2 separate regions of the Canis lupus genome follow, and region 2 is linked to region 1. A link is a contact called in public Hi-C data. All regions are on one chromosome and are shown on one strand. The core of a region is the stretch at or near the end of the contact, and the rest is flanking DNA. Distances in the headings are between cores, read along the strand shown. Region 1 holds the start of DHRS3 (short-chain dehydrogenase/reductase 3). Region 2 overlaps VPS13D (vacuolar protein sorting-associated protein 13D).

Evidence for each region. A called contact is a pair of places that touch in the nucleus more often than the background predicts.
Region 2: a contact with region 1 is called in a Hi-C map of skin fibroblasts, with 2.0 times the contacts expected there. The contact joins the enhancer-like site here to the promoter of DHRS3 in region 1. A contact is called at or near these places in 2 of 9 Hi-C or Micro-C datasets (amygdala and skin fibroblasts).

Annotation. Positions count from the first base shown.
Region 1 is chr2:83,300,835-83,305,503 of UU_Cfam_GSD_1.0, reverse strand. It overlaps DHRS3 (short-chain dehydrogenase/reductase 3), which reads right to left and starts at 2,712. Exons shown (of 6, transcript XM_038531963.1): 1 at 2,689-2,712. LOC119870499 (a long non-coding RNA gene) reads left to right here. Exons shown (of 2, transcript XR_005356180.1): 1 at 1-326.
Region 2 is chr2:83,467,226-83,471,894 of UU_Cfam_GSD_1.0, reverse strand. It overlaps VPS13D (vacuolar protein sorting-associated protein 13D), which reads left to right. Exons shown (of 69, transcript XM_038531970.1): 61 at 2,659-2,808; 62 at 3,645-3,741. LOC119876087 (a long non-coding RNA gene) reads right to left here. Exons shown (of 3, transcript XR_005356183.1): 3 at 7-4,046. Among named protein-coding and RNA genes, the nearest start is that of VPS13D, 140 kb to the left of the region's middle. Within about 2 kb of position 2,099, at least 4 of the 20 cell types and tissues checked have an H3K27ac peak or open chromatin away from gene starts, as enhancers often do.

The sequences.
Region 1 (4,669 bases), core at 1,463-3,962:
AGAAAAAAAGAAAACACCGCAAACAATAATAATAAATAACCCAAATTAAGGGTCGGAGAGGCGTCCCACCTTGGTCACTCTTGGAAACCACCTCTTCCTCCCCTCCCCAAATGCAAAACACAGGGGGTGAGGGTTAAAAAAAAAAAAAGAAAAAAAAAAAGAAGAAAAACAAAACAAAACAAAACAAGGATAAATTCTGCTCGGGAGGAGCAAAAGCGTCTGCGGAGGTCGGGACAGCCAGAGAGGGCTGGAGGGGAAGCCGGAGGTGGAAAGTTCTAACAAGAAGCCTCTTGCCCCAGCAGCCGCCGGGGCTGGGGAATTCGCAGGTAAATGTTTACAGGCTCGCAGAGGAGTTTAGGCAGCGGCGGGGGTGGGGGTGGGGGTGGGGGGGTGGGGGGGGCGGGGGGGGGAGGCACCAACCGCACGCGCGCACCCTGCTACAGTCCCGAGGTTTCAAAGTGCAAGATTGGAAAAAAAAAAAAAAAAAGAAAGAAAGAAAAAAAGAAAAAAAAAAAAAAGGTTCCAAATTGTAGCGCGCCCCCCCCCCTTCTCCAGGAAAAAAAATAGAGAAAAAGTGGTGCTGGTGCTGGTGGTGCTGGTGGTGCTGGTGCTGGTGGGCGGGGGGCGTGCGCGGAGCTCCCAGTTTCAGCCCGCGGAGGTCTCCCGACCCATTGCTATTCTGCAAATTGCCCGACCGCGACCCGGGGCCGGCAGCGCGCGCGAGGAGCGGGGGGTCCGGGTGTCAGTTTCCCTCCGCGCGCGCCTCGCCCCCGCGCGCGCTCGCGGTGCCTCCGGCTCTCGGCCTCCCGCTGCCGGCGGAGCCCCGGGGCTGGCCGCTCGATCCGGCGCCCTTTCCCGGCCTCGTTAGCATTTATTGCCTTCTTTTTGTCCTTTCCAACTTGGAGAGGGCCCGGGTGCGCCGCGCGTGTGGCTCGGGCGCCCTCGGCAGCGCCGCCTTATTCATTCGCGCCCCGGGCCGCAGCGGCGCGGAGCGGGAGGGCTGCCCTTTCCACCCCCCCGCCCGCCCCCCCATTTTTTAATACCCCATTAAGTCTGATTGACAGTTAAAGTTGTTGGGAGGCTTCACTACCGCGCCCGCGAGCGGCGGCCGCGGCCTCCCCTCCCCCTGCGCAGTGCGCGACGCGCGCTCCCGGGCGCGCACACGGGGCGCCGCGGCTGGCGCTCGGCCGGGCCGCTGCCCTGTCTCCGCGCGCCGGGACTTGCCGGCCGGGCCCCTGGAGCACGCTGGGACCGACTCCTGCAGACCGGCTCCCTCCCGGAGCCATTCCTCGGGGGCCGGGGGCCCGGGGGGCCGGGGGGCCGGGGGCAGGCCCGCCTTGATCCCGCCAGGTCGACCCGGGGTTATGTCAGGCTCTCTGGCCACCCCCTGCCTCCAGGTAGCCCCGGGAAGCCGCCCTCGCCCGGTGCCCGGACGCCTTCTGTCTTCACTTCTTAGTCTCGTGGCTGGGGAGGGTCGGAGAGGGAGGTGGGGGCATCAGCTGGGGAGCAGGGTTTTGCATTGAGAGGCGGGGGTGAGCAGGGTAAAGGAACCTCTGCCCCCAAGGTGCCAATAAAATCCCCATAAGATTAGCTGGGAGCATATTTATTGCTCATCTAGGGTTAGAATTACCTTGATTGACAGCAATTCCTTTAATAACAAAAGCCTGTAAACAGGATGTCCTACCAGGGCGCCCCCTGAGCTGCGCAGGCCGCGCGTCTTCTGTCCTTGGGTCCCCCTTGGGCTGCCCTAGCCTGGCACCCACCTTGCCACCTCCCGCCCTCCCCGCCCCCCCCCCCCCCCCCCCCCCCCGGGGAGAACGTCTGCTGTGCCAGAGGGTGGGACCCTGCTATTTAGAGATGCCTGTTGCAGGAAGTCTGGGAGGTGAGTCACAAAAAAGCAGCCTCGGTTTAAAGTGCTGATGGGACTTGCCTCCCACTGCCCCCGACCATCCGGGCCAGGAGGAGGAGGGAGGAGGAGGGTGGGCAGGGAACTCCTCTGTGATCTGGGGCAGCAGTTACCCCCCCCCCCCCCGCCCCCCGCCCCCCGCGCCAGGCTTGCTCGGGCCTCACCCCCAGGCGGTCTGATTCAGCGGGGCTGGGTGGGCCCGGAGACCGGGGCGCAGGGCGCGGGGACCAGGCGCTTCGGGGCCCCACCTGGTAGTTCTGCTGAGGATCAGGGGGAGAGCGTGGCTTTCAGAGAAGCTGACTTGGGGCTGAGGGGGGGCTGGGGATTACCCGGGCCACAAAGCCTCTAGCTCTGGGGAGGAGCTCTGCAGGTGAGGCTCCCTTCCGGGTGAGTTGGGAGACGCAGCATCTGGAGAGCCACCGGCAGGGCGGGGTTGGAGGACGGTCCTCCTTCGTGGACGGCTTAGGTTCTGACATCCAAAGCCTCCCACTGACCTTGCAGTGGGGACATTCCTATCTCCATTTCCCTGGTGCCGCAGCCAGAAGCGACAGGAAGGAGGGATTCAAAGACGGACCCGATTTCCCCTCCCACCGCACCCCGCTTGCTCGCAGGAGAGAGGTCGGACGGGGGCTCCCTCCTGTCTCCATTCAGCCCCCCAGACGCGGACCAGAGGGCAGGCCGATGCCATCCTCACCCCCAGGCCCTGGCTAAAGGCAGGACTCTGTCAAAGTGCCTGTCCCCTCCCACCTTGGAGTCCTCTAAAAATGGAGAAGAACCCCAACCTGAGAGAGCCCGGCCCCTTGGTCCCAGCCGCGCCTGGTGTCCGCGGGCCTGCTCCGGAGCCGGGGAGCCTGGAGCGGGAACGCCCGCAGCCTGTTGTCATCTGTCATCTGTTATCCTCGGAGCCGCCTAGTGGCCTGCCCGGGACACTGCGCCTCCAGGCCGCCCCCGCCGCTGCCTCGTCGGTCCCTGCTCGCTCACCAGCTCTCCTTTCCCTTCCAGACCTTTCTCCCGCGTGGGGGCAACACCCCAAGCCTCCCGGGCCGAGAAGGTCATCTAGCCCCACCTCGGCACATGCATTAAGCCCCTCGTAAGCACAGTGGCACGTTTGCCTGTGTCCCCTGGTGCCCAACCTGCTACCCGCCCCGTGCTGACGCCAGAGCCGCTGGGGGACCCGTGGGTCCTGCTTACGTGTCCCCTGCGTGTGTCTTTGGGTTGCAGAGCAGGCAGCGGGCCTTCAGGGTAGTGTTACACATTATTCTGATTTAAGAAATGAGACGGCTAGGGGCGCCTGGGGGGCGCCTGGGGGGCTCAGTCGGGTAAGTGTCTGCCTTTGGCTCAGGTTATGATCTCGGGGTTCGGGGATCGAGTCCCCAGTCGGGCTCCCTGCTCAGGGAGGGAGCCTGCCTCTCCCTCTGCCTCTATCCCTCCCCTCGTGCTTGTGTTCTCTTTCTCTCTCTCTCTCTCTCAAATAAATAAATAAAATCTTAAAAAAATAAAAATAAAAGAGGGGCACCTGGCAGGCTGGGTGGGTGGTTGCACGTCTGCCTTCAGCTCAGGTCCTGAGCCGGGTTCTGGGGTTTTGCCCCACGTCGGACTCCCCGCTCCAAGGGGAGACTGCCTCTCCCTCTCCCTCCCCCTGTCACTCATCCTGCTTGTGCGCTCTCTGTTTCTCCTTTTCTCTGTCTAATGAATAAATTAAAATCTTTAAAGAATAAATAAAGGAAATGACACTGCCTGCAGAGGTGGGACCATCACACCCATTTAACGCAGAAGGAAACAGAGGCACAGCATATCCAGGTGACTCACGGGAGGCCACAAGGGGGGGCCCCTCCCTCTCCCAGCCAGCAGCTTTGGGGGGGAAGCAGAATAAAAAGGAATAAGTCAGGCAGCCCTGAAAGGGGTGGGGATGGCTTCTGGCTGGGAAGCAGACACCTTTTTCCTACTCGGTTTACCTTCAGGATGTGGGTTTTGTGGGCCTGCCATCCCTGTGGGCTTCAGACTGCTTCATCAGCTGCCCAGAGGGGTGCTGTTTGCCGCCTCCTGGGTGGACCCCCCACAGACAGGTCCCAAAAAGACGAGGTTGAGGGGGCTCTGCGCTGCAGGGTGTCCAGAGGGTCCCAGTGGCTTGGCTTTAGTGGGAACCGCATGGGACAGGATGCCCCTCCTGCCTCCCATCGTCCTGTCTTTTGCTCTCGCTACCTCTCCTCCCTAAGCTTCCTTGGGGGCAAGGGGTGGGGGACTTAACTCCAGGCCCAAGTTTGAAATTTCACATCCCAGTGCAGGGAGAGGGCCCCACAGCCAGCCGCACCCCCTCCCCCCAACCAAAAAAAAAACCCGTGAAAGGAGCCTTTGTGGGTTTGATGGAGTGGGGGTGAGCTGTAGCCTGGAGAACTAACTTTTTCCATGACTCAGCTCTCCTGGCGCGGGGCGGGCCTGGGAGGTGCGAGGACCCAGCAGGGCAGTTCTGGAGCTGCCTTCCAGCCCGGAGCCGGAGGGGGGGTGGGGGGGGCGCCAGGGTTAGGGGGGGCCCCCAGGAGAGCCTCCCCTGAGACTAGCAGGCCTTGGATAGGCCACCGGCCTGTAACTGTCTCCGTCCCCCTCTGGGTCCCCTAGTCTTTACCTACTATTTCGGCCCCAGTGCCAAGCCCACGAACGTTCATGGCATGTTGCTTATCACCATCTTGGCTGAGACTGGAAAGACAAACGGGCATCAAACCTTGCCTTTTATTTATGAAGCTCAGAGAAGTTAAGAAAGTCACC
Region 2 (4,669 bases), core at 850-3,349, 170 kb before region 1:
GAGAGAGAGAGGCAGAGACACAGGCAGAGGGAGGGGGAGAAGCAGGCTCCACGCAGGGAGCCCGACACGGGACCCGATCCCAGGTCTCCAGGACCACACCCTGGGCCAAACCGCTGGGCCACCGGCGCTGCCCTCCGCTAGAGTTTTGTTGTCATGCCGTCAAGACAGCTGTTCTGTTTGTAGCATCATGCTTGCAGCTTTTCTTTCCAGCTGCCAGCAGGATTAATGTGTCCAGGAAACCAGTTCCTGGTAAACATTTCCAGAAGAAGGATCCAAAGACCTAGACTGTGGTTCTTTCCCCAGGTGGGCACCCTGTGTTCCTCCTGGAAGTGGGCAGTCTGTGCCCATCTCCAGGGTGTCCTCCTGCGGACCCATGCACTGCTGTCCATACCAAAACTCCTTTCAGAAAAATGTTTTCTTTTGTCTTATATCACAAAGAGCAAATTGTTCAGGCTAATCACATCCCATTTGATTGAGGACAGATAGAAAGTTATTATCTTTGTCTTTTTTTTTTTTTAACCTCAGAGAGAAAATTCAAGGAGCCATTTGAGCTTTGTGAATTTCATTAACTTTTTAATCAAAATTTTTTTTTCTGCTATAATACCTCTTGATTTAATGTGGGCTGTAAGTCATAGAAAGTAAACAGATTTGAGAGTTTACTATGATGACAGCATTGGGAGAAAGGACGTTTAAAAATAGAAAATAATGGTCCCGTCCTTAGGGAGCATCTAATCTAATTGGCAGAATAAAACTAGAATTCATAACTCTTATACATCTTGTATCAAATGTGTTTGGGGAAAGAATAAAGGAGAGGTTAGAGTAAGGTGAGAACTTTTGTGTTTCCTCTATTGGATATGACAGGTCATTCATTTAGTGAGTAAATTCTTAGAGCAGCAGCAGTGCCCCGGGCATGGCACTAGGCTCTAGCGATACAGCCGTGACTCAGAAGATGAAGGCTCAGCTTCCTTTGGGCTAATTACAGCCTCGGGAAGGAGGCAGCCTGTAAGGTCCCAAGCAGGCGAGTATAATGATTGGCACCAGTGGGAATTGCTAAAAAGAATACAGAAGGATGGTGCTACTCTTTAGGTGAAGTGGCCTGGGAAGTTCCTCCCGAAGAAGTGAGAGCTGAGCTTGAAGGAAGAGAATGAGTGCAGAAGGATGTTAGGGTCAGAAGCTTTCCCTCAGAATTCAGACTCTGAGAGGAGAGTTGCCCCCCTTTTGGGGAATAGCCAGCAGGCTCATGTGTGGGGGTTGTAGTGGACCTGGAGGGGAGTGCTGTGTGCTAAAGACGGGGAAGTAGGCACTGTGTGTCATGGCAGGCTGTGGAGGCGTGGCGAGAAGTTTGGTTTCATCCCAAGAGGAAAGGAAGCCACTGACAGACAGATGTAAAGGGAGGAGGGACATGACTTGATTTGTATTTTTGAAAGATCACTTTGCTGCTGTGCAGGGAGTACACGATCAGGGCAAGGATGGAAGTAGGAAAATGTGTTCACGGTCCCTCACCCTTATCTCAGCAGCTTGAGAGCCAGCCGGCTCTACAGGTGGCTGCGTGGCAGGCCGTGTGGCATAATGGGAGGGTCACAGTATTTGGGGCCAGAAACACCTCCATTTGAGTCCCAACTCTTCCGTTTCACTTAGCCGTGTGAATGTGGGCAAGTGATCTGAGTTCCCTAAGCTTCTGTTTACTCGTTTGTAAAATGGGGAGGAATAATCTTAGCCTTTAGGGTTGTAGTAAGGGATGTGCTAAGTAATGTGTGGGAAGTACACACAGAGGTTCCCAACGGATGTTCTCTTCCCTCATCCTGATTCGGAGCTTTGACACAAGCAAGTGGGGGTGGGTGCTCCCCGCATGAGCCTTTTGCCGTCCACAACCATAGCGCGGTGCAGAGTGCACACTCAGCTATGGTGCTGACGGCTGTGGGCGAATAGAGCAGTGCCTGATGCCGCTTCATCATTTCATTCCCAACAGGGACTCGACTTTGGGAAAGGCCGCTATTTGCATTTGGTGGCCAGGCAAGCACTGATTCCCTAGTTTTCCCGGTCTGGTGTCGCTTCACTTCATTCATCTGTATCCTAGTGGTCAGGAGCACTGGGCTTGGGGTCAAGGGGCTCTCTCCTCAGCTCCTTCATCTGTGCCATAAGGAGGCGGTGGTTAGGGCTGCAGTGGGACCCTGACTGCAGTAACTCTTGACAGGTGTCCTGTGACTCAGCTCCTGCATCAGGCTAGCTTGGTGCTTGGCACATAGTACTCACCTCATAAAGGAGAGCTTCTGTTGCCATCCCTACTGCAATTAGTGCTGCTCTGCAGCGAGAATGAATTTTTTTTTTCTTTTAAAGGTTTTATTTATTTATTCATGAGAGACAGACAGAGAGAGAGAGAGAGAGAGAGAGGCAGAGACACAGGCAGAGGGAGAAGCAGGATCCATGAAGGGAGCCTGACATGGGACTCAATCCCGGGTCTCCAGGATCACGCCCTGGGCCGAAGGCAGGCGCTCAACTGCTGAGCCACCCAGGGATCCCAGAATGAATTTTTCTAGAGCAAAATGGCAGCAGTACTTTCTCTGAGTGTCCTGCATAGGATGAGACCCCACTCAATGGTAGCTGAGAACTGAGCAGTTGTCTGTTCTTGTTTTGTTTTGCTGCTTTTTCATGTGCCAGGTGGACAATCAGCTCATTGGAACTACTCAGCCCTTCATGCTCTACGTGACTCCCCTGAGCAACGAGAATGAGGTCATCGAGACCGGCCCTGCCGTGCAAGTGAATGCAGTAAAGTTCCCCAGTAAGAGCGCACTGACCAACATCTACAAGGTAGGCTGAGGGGAGAGCCTGGTGGGCTTGGCATGATGGCAGGAGGCTGATGGGTTCCCTCACAGCTGAGTCCCTGAACAGCAGTGCGGGGTGTGGCTGGAAGTTGTCCTGTGGACTTAACTCCGTGGTGTAGAGGGATTTACAATAACTGCTCTTAGCACCTTGTATTCTCAACTGTGGCTTCGACTGCATGTGAGAGTGCCCAGTTTGTAGGGGCGGAGCCTGTATTTGTCAGAGTAAAAAGTCTCTGTGGGAAAGCATAACATCTTCCAGATTGGTCAGGACCAGGCATGATCCAGATGTGTTATTAAAATAGAATAATTAGAAAGGGAGTGGTAGGAGGGGTCTGACCTCGGGACAGATGTCCTCCCACATAAGCTAACACGCTGTTTAATAAAAGCATGTTGTTCAAAAGAGATAAACTTTCTTTCCTGGAGAATTTTTCACATATGAGTGAGCTGATAACGGCAGCAAATTCTGGAAAAGTGGGAGCTAAGAGGTTGCTTCCATATTTCGGGCCTCTGTCACCATTACCAGTGGGGGCCCTCCAATCCTACTGCTCCTTAAACTAGCTGCTGTCCATGTGAGCTCAGCACCATAACCCTGTCCACCGCAGCCCATCTGCAAGCGCGATCCTGACTAAGGAGATACAGATGCCCTGGAAACCAAACAGTAGGGTGGCAAACTGTATTAAACCTCTCCTGGAATTTTTGGCTAATGATGACAATGTAGAGAGAGATGAGCCAGAAATCATTTGGCGATGTGTCCTTCTTAATGGCACAGATGAAAATTCCTTCTGGTGTTTACACTATTAATCAGAATTTCTTTCTCTCTAGCATCTGATGATCACAGCTCAGAGATTCACGGTGCAAATTGAGGAGAAACTGCTCCTCAAGCTGCTGAGTTTTTTTGGCTATGATCAAGCAGAATCAGGTACGTCAAATGTTCTAAGTTTGTGTCTGGGAACTGACCCAAGAATGGCATTTTTTAGTTTGGTTGTGAAGATGGGTAGCCTCTGAGTGCCCGACAAGCTCCCTTTCCACCTCAGAGCTCGAGCTCAGAAGCTGAGGCCTGTGTCTCAGCGGCTTTTTCCAAGTTCGGTCTATTGATGGGGGAGGAGGGCTGATGGCTGATGTGGACACGGAGGAAGCTTTTTGGAGTTGTCCTGGGGTACCCAGGGTTAAGCCTTTGGGAAGCAGCATACTTTTCCTCTTCGCTGTGGATTTTTTTTGACTCATCTGTTTGAAGATAATAGAAATGATGTTTGTCATTTAGCAAAGCACTTTGCTTCTTAACCTTTGTTTAGTAAACAGACTCTGGGCAAGAATCAAATCCCTTCGGCCGTTCCTTTGGTTTATGCGAGGACAAAAAATTGGCTAGCCTTAACTTCTTAACTTTTTACATCCATGCCTGTATGCCTCAGTGTCATTACCAAGCTTCCTAGCTACTTGACTCTTTGGAGAGGGGAGTGAGAGAAGCTCTTGGAAACCCTCCATGTTCCAACAGTCACTACAGAAATCATGTAGCTTTTGTTTCTGTATTTTAGTTTCCTCCTCATCGCCTTTGTAAGATTGAATATAGAGCTTAGAAAGAAGTCGGTAATACTTAGTCTTTTGAAGACTAAATTGCATACTAAGCCTAAAGACATGGTAATATGGACTTGTACATTTATATGCCCACATGGGCTAGAGAAAAAAAAATCACTGGGGGACATGTGTGCATATGTATATACTTACACACCATGCAAGAAAAATAATTTTGCTCTTTAACTCAGACATAGAATTTAAACGTTAAGTGTACTTGGAATCAAGAGCAAGATCCTGTCTGCTTAAGACTGTGTTTTCCACTTTGGGTTGGAACA